Linked DNA regions of Mus musculus: region 2 is linked to region 1. Evidence: chromatin contacts called from public Hi-C data. All regions are on one chromosome and are shown on one strand. The core of a region is the stretch at or near the end of the contact, and the rest is flanking DNA. Distances in the headings are between cores, read along the strand shown. Region 1 has its middle 84 kb from the start of Gm31226. Region 2 has its middle 96 kb from the start of Npy.

Evidence for each region. A called contact is a pair of places that touch in the nucleus more often than the background predicts.
Region 2: a Hi-C map of the N1E-115 cell line shows a contact between it and region 1, with 9 times the contacts expected there. The contact joins two enhancer-like sites. A contact is called at or near these places in 34 of 484 Hi-C or Micro-C datasets (the AML12 cell line, the G1E-ER4 cell line, the N1E-115 cell line and 18 more).

What each region holds. Positions count from the first base shown.
Region 1 is chr6:49,715,763-49,719,536 of GRCm38.p6, forward strand. No RefSeq gene overlaps it. Among named protein-coding and RNA genes, the nearest start is that of Gm31226, 84 kb to the left of the region's middle. Within about 2 kb of position 1,654, at least 12 of the 459 cell types and tissues checked have an H3K27ac peak or open chromatin away from gene starts, as enhancers often do. A contact at or near this core is called in the N1E-115 cell line, where this site is marked.
Region 2 is chr6:49,916,604-49,920,377 of GRCm38.p6, forward strand. No RefSeq gene overlaps it. Among named protein-coding and RNA genes, the nearest start is that of Npy, 96 kb to the left of the region's middle. Within about 2 kb of position 2,143, at least 6 of the 459 cell types and tissues checked have an H3K27ac peak or open chromatin away from gene starts, as enhancers often do. A contact at or near this core is called in the N1E-115 cell line, where this site is marked.

The DNA.
Region 1 (3,774 bases), core at 404-2,903:
AGGGCCGACTGAGCCACAGTCAATACCATAGAACTCAGTAACATGGCTAGGTTTCCTCTCCTTAGCATTCAAATTTAGACACGTCATTAAAGTAGTTTGTGCCTCAGTTTCCTGATGTGGGGTTAATAAAAGCACCTGGATCATAGAGTATTCCTGAGGATTAAGTACAGACAGATAAATAAAAATATGTTAACTGTGCCCAGGACACAGAGAATGATGTCTTTGGGTATTATTCACATTTGCTTGTTCTACAGGTGGATTCTCACAAACTCATTCACTGCTTAAAGCAATGGGGCACACAGTTTTCTTCTTTTGTGGAGAGGGGTCATTTTTTTTTAAATAAAATATTCTCTTAGTACCAATATAGAATACTTCTATTGAGAAATAACATTGAGAGACTGTCTGTATACACAGGCCAGACTTCTCTGGCTGCTCAGCTATTCATGGAGAGATGGCTCCTGTACCCCTGCCTCTCAACAAAGGGGATCCTATGTTTGTATCATGTTGCTTAGGAACTCAACAAACCCCATCCCAGTTCTTCTGGACTGGCAGGTACTCTGTCTTCAGTTTTGTGCTCCCTACCCTGAGTTATTTCAAAACAAGTTGTTATCCATACCTCCTAGATTCTTCTGGAGAAGGAAAGGGCTAATTAAACTGGAGACCTTCTGGAAACATAGTGCCTGGCTCTGTGGGATGGCATGTTTGCTTCTCTCTCCACACCTGCCTCCAAGGCTCTCTTCTACAGGTCTATGGGTGGTGGTTTTTTTTTTTTTTTTTTCTTCTCAATTTTCGAGCCTTCCTAGAGCTCTTTCATCTTGGAGTCTCTGAGCATCTGTCTTCCCAAGTTGTTGTCAGACAAAGCACCAGAGGGAGCCCTTCTGGTATTTAAATCCTGTGACTTCAGGAAATACAAATAGGTTCTCCCAGAGAGCTAACAATTGTAGGCAGTGAGGGGATGGATAAGGAAGGAAGACAGCCAGTTGTTAAATGTTAGCAGCTTGAAATCATCCAGCCAAGGTGGGAGGATTCACATCCTGGCACGTGGCAATTGCAGAGTACCCTTTCTTCCTTTCAGGCATTTCTGACAAGCCTTACAAATAAGGCAAGACAAGGCTGGAGGCAAACCAGAGGTGCACTTTCTCAGATGTCTCAAGAGGTTGGCTCACTGCCATATAATCTAAAGTTTTTCTGTTCCCCCAAACAACAGCCAAGAGGCCTTTAGCTGGTGAGATTTCAGTGCAGGCAAACAAATACCTATCTTTGTTGCCCTACTAAACCAGCTTCCCAGGAAACTCAGCCAGATAAATGAGAACGACAAAGGAGTGAAGTCTCCCAGGACCCATCAAGAAGGAATTACTCATTAAGGATCCCAGTGTGGGGTAGCTGAATGCCACTATTATTAAGCAGGTCTATGCACAGACATTTACAGACCCAGCACACTGCTGGAGATGATTCCCTGCAGGAAGTAGCAGATGACCCAAAGGATTCCTCTCATTTCTCAAGCCTGAGATCCATGGTTCTGTTCTCAGTTTCTCTGGCCAAACACTGCCCTGTAGCTTTTCATCTGATTTTGCACAGGTCTCCTGGAGACAAGGATCTGGGAGCTGATTTCCATGACATCTCCACCCACACCCACAGTAAACATATCACTAGGCAGGCAGGCAGCATAAGTAGATGTCAGATCCTGTACTGGAGTGGTGGTGAACAGGATGGATCATTAGTCCTCAGATGAAGGCAGCTAGCTGCTGGGGCTCCTCCTATTCCTATCCAGATACCCAAGAAAGACAGATGCTGTCATGTCTCTATTGTAGTCTCATGGATTCATTCCTGGTAAAGGTGACATTAGAATCACCAAGGTGCAGATTGGACCTTGATGTTAAATATTCAGTCAGTGAGAGTTTGGAGTCCAATGAGGATGGACCATACCCATCAGCTTTGGACACTCCCTCCCCCCAATCTCCTGTACCCCTGGAAACAGGTTAATTTTAAGGAAGAAAAGCGTTACAGTTGCCCCTCAAGATTTGAAACACCACATGAAAGGACATGGGGGAAGATGTCAGCTGCAGAGCTTTGTTGAAGGTCATGAAGAAAAGGCTAAGTCTTAGTAAAGCATAACTGTTTTATAGATTTTAATTTTTAAAGTTCACTCAGTTGTATGGATTTTGGTTGGTTGAGTGGGCTCTGAAGCATGTCTGGCCCTCAGTGAGGGCTTGCCATGACTGCCAAAAGATGGGGCTGGAGAACTGGATCAGAGGTTAAGAGCTCTGGCTGCCCTTCTAGAGGACCTGGGTTCTGTTCCCAGTACTATGTGGTGGGTCAAAACCCTCTGTAATTTCAGTTCTCAGGGATCTAGTGGCATTTTCTGACCTTCATGGGCACTGCACACACACCCACACACATGGGGAATGCGCATACATGCATGCAAAATGTTCATATACATTTTAAAAATTAAAAATGTAATGTTCTAAAAATAAACTTCTAGAGAATAATAAGACTATAAAGATGTAACTATTGTTCCCCCCTGCCCACTTTAAGGTTTCATCCAAATGGGCCTGTCGTGACAGAGAAAGAGACTGTCTCAGGCACTCTGAGATATGTACTTATCTAGCCTTGATGCTGTTGCTTACAGACCCTCACTAAGCAGCTCATACTTGGAGTCTGTCTAACTCTGGCCCCTGCTCTCCCTTCAGGCTGGCCAGCATTCTAAGCCCATGTATCCTGACACTGGCCATTCTCAGCCTCTTCTTCATGTGGCTGCTTGCAGATTTCTCATGTTGAGCATGTCTGCTTGTCCTTTCCTTCCTTCTCTTTTTAAAAGATGTGTTTTTTATGTGTATGATTGTTTTGCTTACCATGTGTGTATAGTGCTGGAGGAGGTCAGAAGAGGGCCTCAGACTCCCTGCAACAGGAGTTACAGACTGTTGCGAGGTGCCCCGTGGAAGCTAGGAACTGAACCCAGATCCTCTGTAAAAGCAGCAAATGTTCTTAACCACTGAGCCATCACCTAGCTCTATAGTCATCTCAAAAAATATTGACCATTTTTCCTTTTATTATTATTGTTGTTGTTGATTATATTTTTTGTCATGCTATTTAGCCCTGACTGGCCTGCAACTTGCTATGTAGATCAGGCTAGCTTTCAGTCTTCCTCACAAGTGCTAGGATTAAAGGTGTCCACTCCCTTTCCCCATGTGGTGTATCTGCCTTCTTGATCTCTAATTTCCTTCCTCTCTCCCAGCGAATCCATCTCCCTCTTCCTTGCAGCTGCAGAGATCTCCAACTTGCCTGAACTATTGTGTTTGTCCCTCAAACTCCAACACAATTGTTCTTGAGTTTCTTTATGAATCTGTTTTATGTCCCAAGATTTTCCCTGTCTAATTACATTGGTGCAGAAGAGGCCTGTGATTGGACAGGGAAAAGGGAGGCAGAGCCAAGAGTTGCAGAGACAGAGAGTGTCTCAGGAGAGAGGAGAGAGGAGAGAGGAAGGAAGATGGCTGTGGACAGTTTGAGGGACAGAGAGAGAGAGAGTACTGGGAGAGATGACTGAAATGGGGAGGCATTTGGGGGCTCATCTAGATGCATAGTGCAATGGAAACTCTCTGGAACCTATGAGAGTAATGGGGGATACAGAACCCTAACTGGTCATCTTCTATAAATAGGCAAGGCTCATAGCAGAGAGACTGGGACATCAACCCAGCCACAAAACCTTCTACCTACAATCTGTCCCACCTGCATGATGTGCTGAGACCATGGTGCTGCAGACATTGTGGGAGTGGC
Region 2 (3,774 bases), core at 893-3,392, 200 kb after region 1:
CAGAAAGGCCTCTAGACTTGGAGCTCCAAGACTATAAACCAATAAGGTTTAACTTTGCCTATGAGGAATTTTTGGCTCTACCACACAAGGCAAAATCACCATGATGGGGGAATCTCTTTGGATGGGATTTAATTTGCCAATAACAATGGCAGACTGGTGTCTCTTTATGTTCCTTTTGGGTACTGCAAAATCCCTAGCAAAACATGTTAAAGGAGGGAAATGTGTTTAGACTCATATTCCAAGAGCTTTCCGTCGGTCACAGTGAACTGGCTGTGCTTGATCGTTACTTCTCGCTTGCTGTGGTGGAACACCAGGTCCAGGTGCTTAGACAAGGGAGGGTTTAGTCAGACTTCCAGTTCTAGAGGGTTCGAGTTGAGACCTAGAACCCTCATTTCTAAAAAACTGGAAAATTATGCCAATGTGGTTGGCTCCACATTTTGAGTGGCAAAGAGACCAGTGTTCCAATTTCCCGATTTTATAAGTTAACTAACCAGAACAATGAAGATGGGGGATCCTTAATGTTCTCTCTCTCTCTCTCTCTCTCTCTCTCTCTCTCTCTCTCTCTCTCTCTCTCTCTCTCTTTCTCTCTCTCTCTCTGATTCTTCACCTATACTGTGCCAAGTAGTGTAGCAGAGGAGACTTCTTTTCCATCCTCTTTGGGTTTGATACTTGAATCTGTGAGTCACCTGGTAGTAGATTGAGGGGGAAGGAAGACATGCAACATTATTACACACACAAGGGCATCATAGGAAAAGTAGCTTCCTGGGTACCAACAACACAATGCGATTTAAAGGTTTATTGAACCTCCTTTGTAAGGAAGATTTCAGTGGGCACTGTAGGTAGTTTTAAAGGAAGAATAAATATTTTAAAGAGAATGAATGGGCCTAGGGAGCAGGAGAGATGGCTGCACTCTGCTCATGGTGTGTGAGGCTGGGCTACTTCCCTTCAATTAATCTGGAGGATCAAGCCTCAAGGGAGATGGAGACTTAGAGCTCTTGAGCTTAGAGGGAAGCTGGGGCAGGAAAAGATCAGAGAGACTCTGATGACGGAACATCCAATTTTTAGTTCAAAATGTTAAGTGTCAGTTCAGATTATTGTCTCCCAATTTCCAACATTGTGATTGTATGAAATCCTAAAGTTTCAAGTTTACCAGAGGGGCTGTTTAATATGCAGCGTCCTTCACCTCCAAATACTCTGAGTACTGAGTCCTTGCTAGGAAACCTGCATTTTTGCAAGCTGCCTGGGAGAGCCTGAGGAGCATGGAACCTGGGTCAGATTCTGAGCACTTGTGTGGATGTTGGGCTGGCAGCCAGGTGCTGGGCGACCAGAGACAGGTGGATCCACATAGTTTAGAGGGCAGTCTGCACCACCATGGATGATGCCTAAGTTCTATGAGACTCTGTCTCAGAAAAAGAAAGGAAGGAAGGAAGGAAGGAAGGAAGGAAGGAAGGAAGGAAGGAAGGAAGGAAGGAAGGAAGGAGAGACAGAAGGAAAGACAATGAAAAAAAGAAAAGAAAAGGGATAGAGAGAAAGAGAAAAAGAAAAAAAGGTAGAGACCAATCAAGAAGGAGAAGCACTCACTATGACTCTCTGGCTTCCATGCATTGCATGCGTGTGCACAGGCATGCACATCCTATCTCCCTCAGTGCACACATGCTCACGTGCACACTGGCTCTCCTGGGATTTCTCATGCAGGTGGCTTATGTACTGTCTTTTGTGAAACCTTTTCTGTACCGGCACAAGAGCTGGGAGTGCAGACTCGCAGTGGAGAGCATGCATACCATAGGTCCCGTCTCCAGCACATAGTCAGTCCACAAACCAGGGACGGTCAACAGAAATCCAGTGTAATCCCATGTAAAATGTGCCACCTCTGTACTTACATTTTAGAAGGTGAAAATAATCAGATGAAATGTCCCCCACTAGATTCAACATACTCTAATTTTATCATACAATCAATATAAAATACTGAGATAACTTTACGAAATTGTTTTACACCGTTTCTGAGTCTGTTACGTATTTCAAAGCATTTACCATGCATCTCAATTAAGACTAACCACATTTCCAGCCCTCACTTGGGCCCTCAGCCCAGACCCTTTGAAGCATAAAGTCTGGAGTGTGGCCCCACTCTATGCCCAAGAGCCCTTCAGCAGATTCTGGTCTTTGTTTAGGTTTGAGAACTATCGATCTAGGCCATGGCTTGTGGACTTGGATGTGCAATAGAAGCACCTGAGAAACGTAAAAATAAAAATGTATGCAGCATTCCTATCCCCAGACAACAAAGGCTTTGTAAGGTCTTCCCAATGGTTCTAACACACAGCAAGATGTTGTAAGGATGTCGCTCGTTATCCCATTCAGTTATGTTTTCCCCTTAGTTCCAAATATTTTAAGATGGCTCCCGTCATCATCTCACAGCATGCAGGCTCTTATTTTCAAAGTCCAGACTCCAGTTTTGTTATTTATTCTACTTGAAGCGTCTGGACAAAAGCAATTGTTTTAACTGATTTCTACAACTCTTTTGCTCAAAAAGAAATCTCCTTTAAAAATCTGAATCTTTTTGCCTCTCTCCCATGATTCCTGATTTCAGAGTGGTTGACTTAACAGCTCTCATTCCTTTACCCCACTTCCCACAGCCCAGGGAGCCTTGGTCACTTCTAGTAGCACCAGTCACTTACAGTTCCACCTGACTGCACACAGGAACTCCAGAACGTTGAACCCCTCCCCTTTTCACTAAGATTTAGCCATCGCTGTCCTGTGTGTCAGAGCAATCCTTGGAGAAGCCCAAGTCCTCCCCCAAAGCATCTTCTAGGGAAAGGGAACAAGGCACAAATCCAATTCATAAGCCCCCTCCCCATCATTACTACTGGTTTCCATCCTGGTAGATCTTTAGTCCCCACGCCCTTGGGTCATGAGAGAGGGAGGATATTGGAAAAGCCACCTGGGAGGCAAGGTAGCACTGGGAGGAATGAAAAATCGGCTGTAGTTCTACAGCACCAAAGGTTCACAGAAAAGGCAGCTGTTTGGCATGCGTGTGCAGCCCACTCGAACAACATAGGCCTCGTTTACTTACCCATATGTAAATATGCATAGCTGAAGCACCCTCTAGTGGAACACCCAGAGAAGGGCATGTTTCCTGGGCAAACCCTTACAAAAAGAAAAAAGGAAGGAAGGAAGGAAGGAAGGAAGGAAGGAAGGAAGGAAGGAAGGAAGGAAGGAAGGAAGGAAGGAAGGAAGGAAGGGAGGGAGGGAGGGAGGGAGGCAGAGTGTTTAGAAATCTCATCTAACCACAGCATCATTTGAGATATGAGCACAAACCTACAGTAGCTCCACAGTCCTGGCAAGGTCCTGGGTGCACAAGCTGGTCCACTGGGGCTATAGAGGGCCGGGCCAAACTGGCTTTCTTAAAGTCCTCAACCTTGAAGGCCTAGCTAGGTTCTTGCTGCACACAGTGCAGGAAGGCTTGTTTAGAGGTGAGAGCTGTAACAAAGAAAGATTTGACAGTCCCACTAGGGTCCCTTCAGTTCACCAAATGACCTGTCCCTATTTCTAAACAGAAGGCCATGGTGGGACCACTCATTCATGGAAGCCTGTCCCTACTGGTGGAGAGTAAAAGAGGAGAGTAAACATTGTTACACTGACTAGAAAGATCAAATTTGTAACAGTTGTCAAAATCAATAATAGTCACACCCATTTCCCAAGAAAATATGCTTGCAGGAATTTATCTAGGGCAAAATCCTAGAAACACTGTAGGTGCCAACGAGAGATAAATTAAATAAA